4 separate regions of the Mus musculus genome follow, and all the other regions are linked to region 3. A link is a contact called in public Hi-C and HiChIP or PLAC-seq data. All regions are on one chromosome and are shown on one strand. Each heading gives the region's core, a stretch centred on a gene start, on an enhancer-like site or on the middle of the called end of the contact. The rest is flanking DNA. Distances are from core to core; before and after follow the strand shown. Region 1 has its middle 120 kb from the start of Mir680-3. Region 2 has its middle 100 kb from the start of Mir680-3. Region 3 holds the start of 9130015A21Rik (RIKEN cDNA 9130015A21 gene). Region 4 holds the start of Tspan13 (tetraspanin 13).

Region 1 (3,298 bases), core at 733-3,232, 380 kb before region 3:
AATACTATGCGCTATTAAAAACCGAGGCATCATGAATTTTTCAGGCAAACAGATGGAACTTGAGAACATCATCCTGAGTGAATCTCGGGCATTTGAATATGTGGCCCCAGTTGGTAATCTTTCAATAGAGCACATCCTAAGAGGCATGGCCTTGTTGAAGGAGGTGGGTCACTGAGGCTGCAGTTAAGGGTTTCAAAGTCCTATGACACTCCCAGTTTGCTCTCTAAATAATGTTCAAAATTTGAGCTGTGAGCTCTCACACCTAAGCTCCAGATCCCAGCTGACATCTTATCTTCTACCAAGGCGAATATTTTACCTAAGCTGTTGTTTATGTGATTATCCCTGGAAAGACTTTCATGATTCCTGTGCATTTCCACATAGTTTCTTTTCTGTTTTATCTTGTGTATTTGTGTGTGTGTGTGTGTGAGAGAGAGAGAAATAGCTACTGCTAACATGCTGAAGAATAGTTGATCTATTTTATCTTATGTCCATTGATTTGCTGAACTTATGAAATCTCGTATGTTTTCCGTTAATAATCTTAAGGGTTTTTGGGGGGGGGCGGGGAAGAATATTATTACTTACCTCATTTTCAATTTTGAAAATATCAGGGTCTACTTTGTATTTTACTAAGTTAATGGAAACTCTAGGAAGTATTCTAAACCTTGGTGGGGTTTGTGGACACCAGAGACAGTTACTGAAAGAGTTTACTACATGAAAGAATGTTGTTGATTTTGCCTTTTTTTTTTTTTTAAGCTTTTATTTTATACCCTAGCTAGTCCCTCTCCTCAGGGCTCAGGGAACCCTGCAGGAGAGGAGAGAGAAATAGTGTAAGAGCAGGACAGCAATGAGTCCTTCTAGACACAGCAGGCCTGACATACATGATCTCACAGGGGTAGTGACACTGGGCTTGAGGGTCTCAGCCAGGTGTGTCCTAGCACTGAGAGGGGGAGTGAGCACAATCAGAAACTCCATCCAATGATAAGTCCCTACAAAGGAAAAGTTAGTTTTCTCCAAGGGAGTCTGACTGGGTACACAAGCCACACTTAGAAGCAGGCCCCATGCTCAGCAGTACTTGGCCAAGATAAAAGCAATTCAATGGTATTTTTGGAAGATTTTCCATCTTGCAATGCTTTGTCTGGGCTTTCTTTTTCTTTTTTAAATCTTTATTTTGTGTTTATGGGTTTTCTCTCTTTAGGAATATGTGTGTCCCTGTGTCTATCTGTGTTTCTTATGTTTTTTCCTTTGGCTTTTTTTTTTTGTATGTTTCTTTTGTCCTATTTCAGTTTGTTTGGTTTTTAATCTTATTTTATTTTATCATCATTTTATCATTGTTTTTTAGATGCCTGTTTGTATTCTAATGAAAGAAAGAGAGGTGTGGATGTAGGTGGCAGGGGATATGGGGAGAACCTGAGAGGAGTTTGGAAGGGGAGCTATAATCAGAATAATATTAGATGAAAAAAATCTATTTTCAATAAAATAATTTTTGAAACAGGAGTAGGGTTTACTCTATCGAAAGAATTGTTAGCAGCTGGCAATTTATTCAATTGCCTTGTGTGTTTGCTGTGGGCTTCCATAGAATATGTCCCATAAAAACATTAACTAAAAGCTCCGATTTTCCAAGGAGATGTTTTCAGAGTGCAGGGTCAAGGGGACCAGGGTATACAACGCTACTAAAGCTTTTATGCAGAAGTTGCGACACTATAAATCCTAAAGTGGGAATTGGCCTGTTCGTTTATTTTGTTTCTCAATTACATTGCAAATGGAGAAAGCAAACTTTAAAAAAAAATCACTCTGACTTTTTCTTATCTTCCATTTGTTTGTTGCCTCCGGCTCGAGATGGATATTTAGTTTGGAAATTTTACCACTTCACAAAAGGACCTGCTCATGTTATTCTTTCACATAACTCACTCCTTCACATACTGGTTTCAGGAAATTATCTGCGGCCAACTTGCTGTGTTGTTATTTTTCTTAGCATATGACTCATGTCCCTTTGTCTTCCTTCCTTCATTTAGTTTTAAATTCTCTTAAAGGGAACCACTACCAGGGGATTGAGTCTCACATAGCAATGGCAGCAAAGTGTATAAACAGTAGTTTATGTCTTAGAGTTACTATTTCTGTAATAAAACATCATGATCTAAAGCAACTAGGGGAAAGGAAAAGCTTATTTCCCTTACAGTTCCATATAACAGTTCATCACCAAAAGTAGTGAGGGCAGAAACTCAAACAGGGCAGAAACCTGGAGGCAGGAGCTGATGCAGAGGCCACAGAGGGCCTCTGCTCACTGGCTTTCTCCTCTGGGTTGTTCAGCCTGCTTTCTTATAGTACCCTGGACCACCACTCCAGGGGTGGCCCCACCCACCATGAGCTGGACCTTCCCACATCAATAACTAAGAAAATGCCTTGTGGCTGGAACTTATAGGGGCATCTTCTCAATTGATTCCTTCCTTTCAAATAACTCAAGCTTGTGTTACATTGACATAAAACTAGGCAACATCACATTAAAATGGTCATTGAACTAGTACTCTTGTATTTGATGAAGATCATGAAGGTATTTTGTGATTTATCAGGGACTTAGAGGTTATTATCTTTTCAACTTAAAAATTTGAGGCTGAAGTTGCTCATGCCACCTCGATAGGGGAAGCAGTTATCGCACACCTCCATACACACACACACCTACACACACACACACACACACACACACACACACACACACACACACCTCCATTTGGAGACTATCGTTTGCATATTTTGGTTTAGATTGTCTGCAAATCCAGTATAAGTGATTTAAGCACATGAATATATTTTAAAGGTCTGTTCACTAGATAGCAGATATTAAGACATGACTTTGCAAAGGACAACATAGCTGTCTTTTCAATAGGTGTTTATATTATTTATAGTTAGATTAGACATGTACAAGAAGTTCCAGGTGCAATCTACATGGCAAATGGCTTCAGACATGGTAGCTCTGGATGATAAAACAGGAGATTGTGAACAGTTATTATTTAAAAATGGGATGGGGAATCACATTTTGATGGAAAGAAATTCCACAATTACCTTTTTCAATAATCACTTCATTAAAAGTTGTAATTCTAAAACAATAGCCTCAGGGATACAGGCCATTCAAAGGAAAATGGGGTTCAAAGGGACCCCTTTATTACTAATTTATGGGGTGCAGAACAAGTTTGCTACATTTAATTTGAGGATTTTTTGGTGGTTTTTTTTGGGTAAAATAGAAGTAATGTCTAACTCATAGCATTGATTCAGCTATGCATTTATAAACCTCTCAGTGTGTGTGTGT
Region 2 (3,378 bases), core at 234-2,733, 400 kb before region 3:
CCACTTAGATATACTTTTGTTTTTACCAAAACTGAATTAAAACAAGGAAAATAGTTACCTAGCAACATTTGACATTGAAAAGATTCCATATCGAAAAGTAACCAACATGAAAGGCAAGATAGAAGATAGTCCAAACCTCATCTTGATAAGAGTCACAATTCATAGAGCTGTGTGTATCATGAAGTAGGGAGGGAGAAAAAAAAGATTAAACATACAAAGAAGATCTGTAGAAATGTAATCTGGCATATCTTCAGCATCTACTAGATTTTTTCCTGGATGATAAACAGCTCAGCTAGCTTGAATTAAACTGACAGTTTAATTCAGAGAAGTAGACAATGCTTCAATTAAAGACAGGGAGACAGTTAGCCTGAATGTCCACTTTCCCACATTTTCTACTTGATCAGTTTCTTGTCATTGAAAGAAGTGTGGCTGGTATGTCCATTTAGTACATTTAGTACATTTCCATGCAAAGAGCTCTGGTGGACAAAGCTGGTCATGCTGCTGTCATGTGACTGGGTAGGTGGCTGTAAGGATTCGAACAAAGAGTGGATGTTTACAGCTGGGTTTGGAGAATGTCCAACAAACAGTCTTTGTGTTCACATAGCTTTGTTATGTTTCCTTTCTTGGTTCCTTCCGAACAAGCCATATAAAAATGAAAGGACAAAGAATTGTATATGTATGTGTGTGTACATGTGTGTGTTTGTACACATGTCTATGCTACGTATGTGCCTACATGTGTATGTGTGGATGACAGAGGTTGGCATCAAAATGTCAAGCTCAGTTGTTCTCTACCTTATTGTCTGAGGCAGGGTCTCTTCACAGACTGGCTAGTCTGGCTGGCCAGCGAATCTTGAGACTTTTCCAGCTTCCCCTCCCTAGGCTAGGGTGGCAAGTGTCTCAGCACACCAAGCTGTTTCACCTGGCTGATGGAGATCTGTACAAGGTTTTTACTACCACGCTGTCTTCAGGCCCAAGACAAATTTTAAGATAAAATGTCTGGTAGGGTTGCTATTGATAGATTAACTGTAAAGGATGTTTTTAAGTATGTGGGAAGTGTGACCCATTTCTGAGAATATGCAGAAATATTTATCTGGTGGAGCATGGAGGTTTTTTGAAAATTTCACATTAAGTCACTTGAAAACTTTTTATTGTATTTTTTTCCAGTAATTCTCTTTGTTCCCTTTCTCCTTCCCTACCCCCTGTTTCCTTTTTCCTAATTTTTCCTTCCTTACTCCTTCCCTTTCCCACCTTTTCCCTTTTCATTAACTAATTAATTTATTCATTTTAATACTCTAATCATAGACCACTGCCCTCTTCCTGGTCCTCTCTCACAGCCCCTCCCCTCACCCCACTTATCCCCTTCTTTTTTTTCTTTTCCTTCTCCCCTCCTGCTTTAGAAATGATTTAACAAGGTGATGCATCTTTTCTTTGTGGTAAACAGCTCAGAGTATGTGGACAGAATACTTGGAAGGAAAGACACTAATGACATGGCATATTTGGGGCTTGCTGAACTTGTAAGCATGTTTGGCTTTCAGTGTGTGCCCGATCATTTTGCAATAGTCAAATGGCATTTTTGGCTTGGTTACTTTTTCAGTCTGAGTGCTTGTGGGTTTTTTTTTCCCCTAAGCTTTTTGTTGTTTTGTTTGTTCCTGTAGCTATGGCCAGAGTTACTCACCACTCAGTAGAATAACCTCCCCCATATTTTAAAGGAACCACAGCACTCCAAACCAATTAAGGAACAGAAAACCCAGTGAAGCACAACTGCTCCCAGGCTTGGCTCTGTTTATCTCTCATGACCTTGCTCTAATTTGCTCTAAGGGAACATAGCATACCCAAGTTAGCCTGACTTTCCCTCTCCCTACAACATGAAAGTATCATGCAGTGTCCCTAGTTAGAAAAAAAAAGTCTCATTGTCCAGTAATATAAAGAAAAATTAGGCTGGGCAGTGGTGGCACATGCCTTTAATCCCGGCACTTGGGAGGCAGAGGCAGGAGGATTTCTGAGTTTGAGGCCAGCCTGGTCTACAGAATGAGTTCCAGGACAAAGAAACCCTGTCTCAAAAAACCAAAAATACCAAACCAAACCAAAATAAAACAAAATCAAAAAATCAAAAAGAAAAAAAAAGAAAAATTAGAAGGTTGAAAGTAATACAGAAATGCTTATTGCTTGATTTTGTCTCTCCTGGCACATGGTGGGGGGACATCCTTTGTGTTCATCACTATATTAAATGCTTTATCATATGGCCAGCTAACATAATAATGAAATAAACCATTACTCTTACTGATCCTTCTTAGCTTTAGTTTTATTCTTTTATGTTTATAACTATCTAAACAGTCCTATAACCTCTAAGAAAATAGAAGCAGTCATTAAAAGGCTGAAAAAAACAACAAAACAAAACAAAACAACAAAAAACCCAGGGCCAGATGATTTTAGGGTTTTAGTGTAGAAGTCTATCAGACCTTCAAAGAAGACCTAATACCAATACACCTCAAACTATTCCACAAAATAGAAACAGAAGGAACACTAACTAATTATTTTTATGAAGCCACTGTTATTCTGATATCTAAACCCAACAAAGAAAGAGAACTTCAGAACAATTTCAGTTATGAACATCAATGAAATAATACTCAAAAGATTTCTCACAAACTGAATCACAGAACACATCAAAATGATCACTTACCATGATCAAGGAGGCTTCATCCGAGGGATACAGGCTAGTTCAATATACAGAAATCCATCAATGTAATCCTATATATATATTTTTTTAAAGAAAAAATCACATGATCATCACAATATTTGCTGAAAAAGCATTTGGCAAAATACAATATCCCTTCATGTTGAGAGTATTGGAGAGATCAGGAATTTAAGGCCCATACTAAACATGATAAAAGCAATGTACAGCAAACCAATAGCCAATATCAAATTAAATGGAGAGAATCTTGAAACAATCCCACAAAAATCAGGGACAAGACAAGGCTCCAATCTATAGTACTTGAAGTTCTAGCTAGGACGATAAGACAACAAAAGGAGATCAAGGGAATACAAATTGGAAAAGAAGTCAAGGTATCACTATTTGCTGATATTATGATCGTATACATAAGACACCTCAAACATTTTGCCAGAGAATTTCTACAGTGGATAAACAACTACAGCAAGGTGGCTGGATATAAAATTAAGTCAAAACAAATCAGTAGTCTTCCTTTATAAAAAGGATAAATGCTCTGAGAAAGAAATAAGGGAAAAACACCCTTCAAATAATCACAAATAATATAAAATATCTTGATGTAAATCTAACCAAGGAAGTGGAAGATCTGTATGACAAGAACTTTAAGCCCCTGAAGAAAGAAATTGAAGAATATCTCAGAAGATGAAAAAAAT
Region 3 (3,230 bases), core at 184-2,683:
TTTCAGCAAAATCTTGCTAGTGTATGCAATTTTGTCAGCGTTTGGAAGCTGATTATGGGATGGATCCCCGGATATGGCAGTTTCTAGATGGTCCATCCTTTCATCTCAGCTCTAAACTTTGTCTCTGTAACTCCTTCAATGGGTGTTTTGTTCCCAATTCTAAGAAGGGGCACAGTATCCACACTTTGGTCTTTGTTCTTCTTGAGTTTCATGTAGTTTGCAAATTGTATCTTATATCTTGGGTATTCTAAGTTCCTGGGCTAATATCCACTTATCAGTGAGTACATATTGTGTGAGTTCTTTTGTGATTGGGTTACCTCACTCAGGATGATGCCCTCCAGGTCCATCCATTTGCCTAGGAATTTCATAAATTCATTCTTTTTAATAGCTGATTTTCAAGTTATTACAGCATCTATATGAAGAATTGGGAGTGTGTCCTTTATTCCCAAGTGCACATGCCCTATGTACCTCTGTTCACCATTACTTCCTGGATTCTATCTCATTGAACTAGTAGCCCGTTTCTCAGCTCAGAAGAGGAGGAAACATAGAAGTTAGATGCAGGGTAATGTATGTCTTGACAGGGCTACAGACGTATTGATTATTTTCTTCACAGAATAAGAAATTTTCTTGCTTTGTTTTACAGACCACAGTAAACTGTTGACAACCTCAGCTAACAGACTATTTATTCCTGACTCCAAAGCAGAAGTCACTGCTGGTTTCTTCCAGAAATGTGCTTTGTGGTAGGGTGACTCAGCGGGGAGAGAAGCCCTTTTGCCCTTTCTACCTACCTCCTTCCTTCTCCGGTGAGGAAGATGAATACAGCAGCAAGAACACAGGCCACAGTAGCCATGGAAGCCTCAGAGGAAACAGAGAGATAGAAGTCTGGCTCTCTGCAGGCATTGGAAAGCTTCCCTTCCAGTCCAGGACATCATAGGGCCACCATTCTATCTCTAAATTGTTCCCTAGAATATTTTAAAGGAAATAAACATTTTTCTGACATTATTGTGTAAGGATATTCTTTTTATTTTTCTTCCTACCACATTTATCTAGATCTATACTTGAAAAAATATATCGTTAAGAGGTTATAGCCAAATATACGAAACTCAGTCTAAACTATCATCTTAAAAAATGCCTTCATCTAAATATCATAAATTTATTGTAAACCTATTCCTCCTTTGCCATTATAATAGCCACTAAGAATTCACTAAAGAGAGTATGGTTTTAACTCACAGATGAGAGACCATGACTAAGAAGGACAAGCTACTCACCTGAAGGTTTCAGCTGGTAAGTCAGAGGGTGATCACGTAAACCTTGACTCTTGGCTGTTTTCAACAGTGTGTGCTGCCCGTTGCTGAACTGGGTGGTTTTCTGGAGTTTCCCATGAGGCTTCCAGTAATATCCATGACCTGCTTCTGGATTTTTCTCTTCCAGAGTGAAACATTTAAAGATTACTCATGTGTGAGAGATTACACTAACATTTCTGTGGCCACAAATGATTATTGTTTAATAGTTTCTTAAATTTTAAAATCTTTATACAGAGAAAATACAAACAGAATGATCTTCCAGCCAAAACAAAGAAACAAAACAAAACAAACAAACAAACAAACAAAAACAGTTGTTTTTCCTTTGCTAGTTATTGGATAGTAAACAATGTTGATCCAGCCAGTCCAACAAGGTGGATCAAATCATTCACATGGTAGTGTAGTGAGAATTTTGGTTTCTTAAAAAACGCAGTGTTGTTATGTGATTATATTTTTGTTTTTTTTATTTATTCAAATTAATTTAATGAACAATTTTTCTTAGAATGTTCCCCTTTGTATCATTACATAGAAAAACCACCTCCCTGAATAGGTGTGGGATATGGGACTGCTTTAGACTACCCACAGCTGCTGACTATGATTTGTATCGTACTCTAGGAAGGGTGTAATTTTTGCCAGGTATATTCAGAATTCTGGGGACTTTTGAGAGGATATAAATGTGAGAGCCCAGGAGGCCTGGTGGCAGCTGCTTCATCCCGGGGGCCGATGGGTCCTGGTGTTGCTTTCATTGCTTTTGTTATTACTGGATTGCTGGATTTCCAAGTTGCTAGATTGCTGGTTGGAGATATCCTAACCATGAAGATTGCACTTGCCCCTAGGATCTCAATGTCCATAATCAGCAGGAAGTAGTCTAAAGAGGCCTGTGCCTCTTTTCCCTCACATCTTCTTTCTTTCTTTTTTTTTTAAGATTTATTTATTTATTTATTTATTTATTTATTTATTTATTTATTTATTTAATGTAAGTACACTGTAGCCATCCTCAGATACTCCAGAAGAGGGCATCAGATTTCGTTACGGATGGTTGTGAGCCACCATGTGGTTGCTGGGATTTGAACTTGGGACCTTTGGAAGAGCATTCGGCACTCTTAACCACTGAGCCATCTCTCCAGCCCCCCACATCTTCTTTCTTGCCTGCCTAGTGTTGGGAGGTTGAAAGGGATTCAGATAAAGAAGGACGGCAGATATAAAAACCCAATAAAATAGCCCAGAAAGTATGGTTACATGGTAGATATGAGACTGGAAAGACAGAGTAGGGTTCTACCAATTCCACCAATATCAAGAACCATAACCAAGGGGTGACATACCACTGGCCCTTTGCAGTTACTAAAAAAACCAAGCTGCTATTCAATTAATTCAGTATAATTACTGTAACCCATTAATATAATATATATATACCTGAATCACTTAACTAAGTTGCATTAATATTATAAAATCTATTTGTTAAGCAATAGTTTCTCTTTACATAAAGGAAAATGGAAAATTTGCCAGAAAATAAGATGCAGCATATATATATATATATATATATATATATATGTATATATATATCATATATATATATATATATATCAGATCTTTCCTGATGCTGTGGTAACAGGTTCAATACTTCACAGACCAATATATTTAGATGACTAAATGAAGGAATGGCATTATGGCTGGTGCAACATGGGCTTTGAGCAAGAACATCTCCTTAGACTTTAGTGGTCTCACACAATTTTAAATTAACTTCCCTAATGTTCAGGAGATATTTGAGTATCTTAAACCCTAATTTAATCTTATGACTACATGAGTTTTTAGCTAAGATCATTTATTTTCTCTGGATGATAATAAGCAGAGGTGATCACACCAAGAATGATTTTTATAGCCAAGAGGACACATTCATTTCTAAATCCAGTAGAGATCTTTTAAATATGT
Region 4 (3,499 bases), core at 506-3,005, 350 kb after region 3:
ATCACTGAGGGGGGGAGGGGGACTCAGGCACAAAATAGAATGTGACGTTCTAAGCAGACCATTCATGTTAATAAGAGAAATTGTTCAAGAACGGATAGGAATTTACAATATAGCAATGTGGTAAGCATGCCTCACACCGCACAGGTGAACTTAATATGAAACTTGACATGGATTTCCAGTGACAGGAGCTGTTTCGCCACCATGTATTCTAGAATTTTTCTGCCAAGTGTACCATTTGTGAGCATGTTGACTGGATTCCCAGGAACTAGCCAGAAAAATATATACACCATCGGTGCCTATGTCAAAGCTTTGCCATCATTTTCAGACACACACCAGAAAAAAAAAAAAAAGGTAAAATGACCCGTGACCTGGTGTCTCTGCTTGTCAACCACAAGCGGCCTCTCTTGTCCATAGATGTAACCTAAGCTGGCCCAGATGGCCTGGCTCTGCTAATGCAGGGAAACTGGGTTTGTTTTCAGGGTGGGTGCTGCAAGCACCAGATGTATTTATAGAAGAGAACAAGTCTCCGATGGAATGAGATGACCGAAAGGAAGTTTCTTCCACGCAGGAGAGGCAGCTTGTGGAAAGGTCTAGATTCCACAGCTTGGTTCCAGTCCAGACTCTCCAACTACCAGTTATGAAAACTTAGTAAAGCCTTTTTTGGTCTTTACCGTTATAAAATTTAGACAACTGCGCTTGCCACAGATAGATAACAAATTGACAAATGAAAAGGCTGGGGTGGTGAAGGTTTTCAATAAACATCACCTCAACTTCCTGCTGTCCAGCCACAATTATGCCTCAAAAAAAAAAAAAATCAAACTGAGTTTTCCATGTTAAAGCTGGAAGGCATATGCTGATACGTAGGGAGGAAAAAATAAATAAAAAAATAAAAACGACTTGGGTGGAGGACTATATACTGAAGGACTTCGCCAAAAATGGAGCTAGAATATTGATAAAGGGGAAGGAAGATGGCATGGGAAAAGCATCAGGCGAATACCTCACGGGCAGAAACATCAACAAAGAGACTTTATGTAAGCACGAAACAAACTTCGGAAGCCACGGATATCCTGTGAACCTGCTCTATGGCCTCCATTCAAAAGGCAGCTTTTAGAGCTGTGCCAGAAGCGCGCCATCCACAGGCCGCCTGGTCCATCCCAGGCCCCACTATCCCGCAAACCTGTCCCCTAAGCCCGGGCTGCTCTCCAGCCTCCGAACCTCCAGATGGGATGGCCAGCCGAAAGCGTGCGGCTAGAGGGATTGAGATGGAAACCTGGGGATGGATGAAAGAATGGGGAGAGTGGGAAGGAACGCGAAAGTGAAGGGCTGCAGAGAGCAGGGCGAGGGGCGAGCGCCACAATGAAGGACGGGCGGAGACTGCGACAAGCAGGCTCGGGGTCCCGGGCGGGGGCTGCAGGCGAAACTGGGGCGTGGGAAGCCCGCAAGGGGCGCGGGATGGGGCGCAGGCGAATACTCAGGCGGGGAGGAGGCCGACGGCCCCCGCAGGTGCCACCGGGCGCGGGCTACTCACGGTATACAGCAGGTTGAGCGCGCACAGGCAGTTCTTGGAGCACGAGAAGCCCCCGCACACCATCGTGGCGCGTGGGCTAGCGGGTGCCTGCGGGTCGAGGCGTCTTCCGCCGGGCTGGGCGAGTAGCTTCTGGATCCTGGCCTCCTGAGCCTGTGGCCCGGGCTAGGCTCGGGGCTCGGGTTCGGGGTTCAGGATCAGGGCTGCAGTGCCGCGCCCGCAGCGGCTCCCACCCGCTCTGCAACCTGCGGCCGCAGCGGATCCGCCGATCGCGCGCCCCGCCCCGCCGCCTCGTCTCGCCCTGCACTCTGATTGGCCACTGCTAGGGAACAAAGGTAGAGATATGCAAATCAATGCGCTCTGGGGTCCGGGAGAGGCGGGGCAGCTCAGCGGAGGAGAAGGAGGAGGAGGAGGAGGGGGCCCCGAGACTGTCTGGAGGGAGCCGGCCTCTGGCTCACGAGACTGTGGCCTCTGTATAATTTCCCCCCTCCCAGGTGAACAGCAGAGGGCGGGGCTCCACGCTGGCAGGAGAAATGACAGCACCTCTCTCCATTCTTGCCCTGTGGGTGACGTGGCACCATTTTGAATGAGATGATAAAACAAATCGAAGCACCTGGCCTCGTTTGAATGAAAGAAAGACGACAAGAATGAAAGATTTACAGAGAACAGGGAAGGGGGCAATGAAAGGAAAAACATCAGTGAAAGACTAAAAAGAGCAAATAAAAACTAATTTCTCTCGACATAGGTAAGAAAGGTAACCTGTAATTGTGACAGATTTCAGATCAAGAGGACTTAATCTACAGGGATTTTTGAAATACTAATAAACCTTATGAATACATATGTGCAAAATAAATCAGGAGTCTTTATTCTTGTAGTGGGATCCTGGGTTTTAGGGGCCTATTTTTGCATAAATACAAGCTAGGAAGCCTTTCGATAACAGATTCAATTAATTTATCATCACTTTTGTTTGCTGCATCTTCATCCTGATTCCTAACCTCTAACTAGATTATTAGAAGTATATCATGCACTATTTGACAGACCCCCTTGCATAGAATAAAGTGTCCTATCAGATGCACCAGTGCGCCTGATGGTTTTAAGGCACTCACTACTGGGTTCCAACTGTTAAGCGGCAGTAAAGGCTTGGTATTTTCTATTTGGTATTTTCTATCAAAAGAAATTCTACCAATAGGTTTTATAAAGAGATTTTTAAGGGCCTTAAGAGTTGGCTCAGCTGTTATGGCACTTATTGCTTTTACAGAGGACCCCAACACCCAAATGGCACTCACAACACCTGTCTCTCCAGTCCTGGGGATCCAGTGCCCTCCTCTGACCTTAGTGGGCATCAAGCATGCACATGGTACACACATGCAGGCAAAACACTCGTAAAATAGTAAAATAGATCTTTTAAAAAGCGATTTTCAAATTTACTGTACATTTTGAGCCTAAAACTTCTCACGGTTAGGTGAATGTATGTCAAAAAACAAAAACAAAACAAAACAAAAAAAAAACCCAAAAAAAACAAACATAAAAATCATTGACTTAAACAAGTTAATTAAATACCTTCTCTTCAAATACTCCAGCCTATTTGTACTTCCTTTAGAACTCACCATGCAAATAAACACTCATGGATTTTACGTCTCTTGCAATCCTTATCAATCTTGTATGTATTCCCAGAAACATTTTTAAAAATTAGTATGGGAAATAACTCTGCACTCCAAACTATACTGCTCTACTTTTCTTTTTAAAATCCAGAATTTTAATACTTACATGGTGGTGCACGTCTTAAATTTCAGTACTCTGGAGGCAGAGGCAAGCAGATCTCTGTGAGTTTCAGGTCAGTCAACACTGCATAGGGAGACTCTGTTTTAAACTATATAAATAAAACTAAACTAAGCAGTTTACAAAGAAGTGTCAACAAGAAAATCTGAGACTCCAACACCAATATCCTATCCAAATAAAGCGTAAGCAGTTTTC

What was found. A called contact is a pair of places that touch in the nucleus more often than the background predicts. HiChIP or PLAC-seq counts read pairs in DNA pulled down with a chosen protein or histone mark.
Region 1: a Hi-C map of bone marrow-derived macrophages shows a contact between it and region 3, with 17 read pairs. The contact joins the enhancer-like site here to the promoter of 9130015A21Rik in region 3. A contact is called at or near these places in 6 of 484 Hi-C or Micro-C datasets (bone marrow-derived macrophages, cerebral cortex, hematopoietic stem cells and 2 more).
Region 2: a contact with region 3 is called in an H3K27ac HiChIP or PLAC-seq map of embryonic fibroblasts, with 4 times the contacts expected there. The contact joins the enhancer-like site here to the promoter of 9130015A21Rik in region 3. A contact is called at or near these places in 3 of 484 Hi-C or Micro-C datasets (cerebral cortex, hematopoietic stem cells and nephron progenitors), 1 of 115 datasets of contacts at active chromatin or transcription factors (embryonic fibroblasts) and 1 of 9 other capture datasets (embryonic stem cells).
Region 4: a contact with region 3 is called in an H3K4me3 HiChIP or PLAC-seq map of bone marrow-derived macrophages, with 2.7 times the contacts expected there. The contact joins the promoter of Tspan13 here to the promoter of 9130015A21Rik in region 3. A contact is called at or near these places in 4 of 39 promoter capture datasets (liver, neutrophils and pre-B cells) and 1 of 115 datasets of contacts at active chromatin or transcription factors (bone marrow-derived macrophages).

What each region holds. Positions count from the first base shown.
Region 1 is chr12:35,315,294-35,318,591 of GRCm38.p6, forward strand. No RefSeq gene overlaps it. Among named protein-coding and RNA genes, the nearest start is that of Mir680-3, 120 kb to the left of the region's middle. Within about 2 kb of position 1,983, at least 28 of the 459 cell types and tissues checked have an H3K27ac peak or open chromatin away from gene starts, as enhancers often do. A contact at or near this core is called in bone marrow-derived macrophages, where this site is marked.
Region 2 is chr12:35,293,263-35,296,640 of GRCm38.p6, forward strand. No RefSeq gene overlaps it. Among named protein-coding and RNA genes, the nearest start is that of Mir680-3, 100 kb to the left of the region's middle. Within about 2 kb of position 1,484, at least 87 of the 459 cell types and tissues checked have an H3K27ac peak or open chromatin away from gene starts, as enhancers often do. A contact at or near this core is called in embryonic fibroblasts, where this site is marked.
Region 3 is chr12:35,693,685-35,696,914 of GRCm38.p6, forward strand. It overlaps 9130015A21Rik (RIKEN cDNA 9130015A21 gene), which reads right to left and starts at 1,434. Exons shown (of 5, transcript NR_045050.1): 1 at 1,269-1,434; 2 at 789-962.
Region 4 is chr12:36,040,723-36,044,221 of GRCm38.p6, forward strand. It overlaps Tspan13 (tetraspanin 13), which reads right to left and starts at 1,756. Exons shown (of 6, transcript NM_025359.3): 1 at 1,529-1,756. The coding sequence starts at 1,591.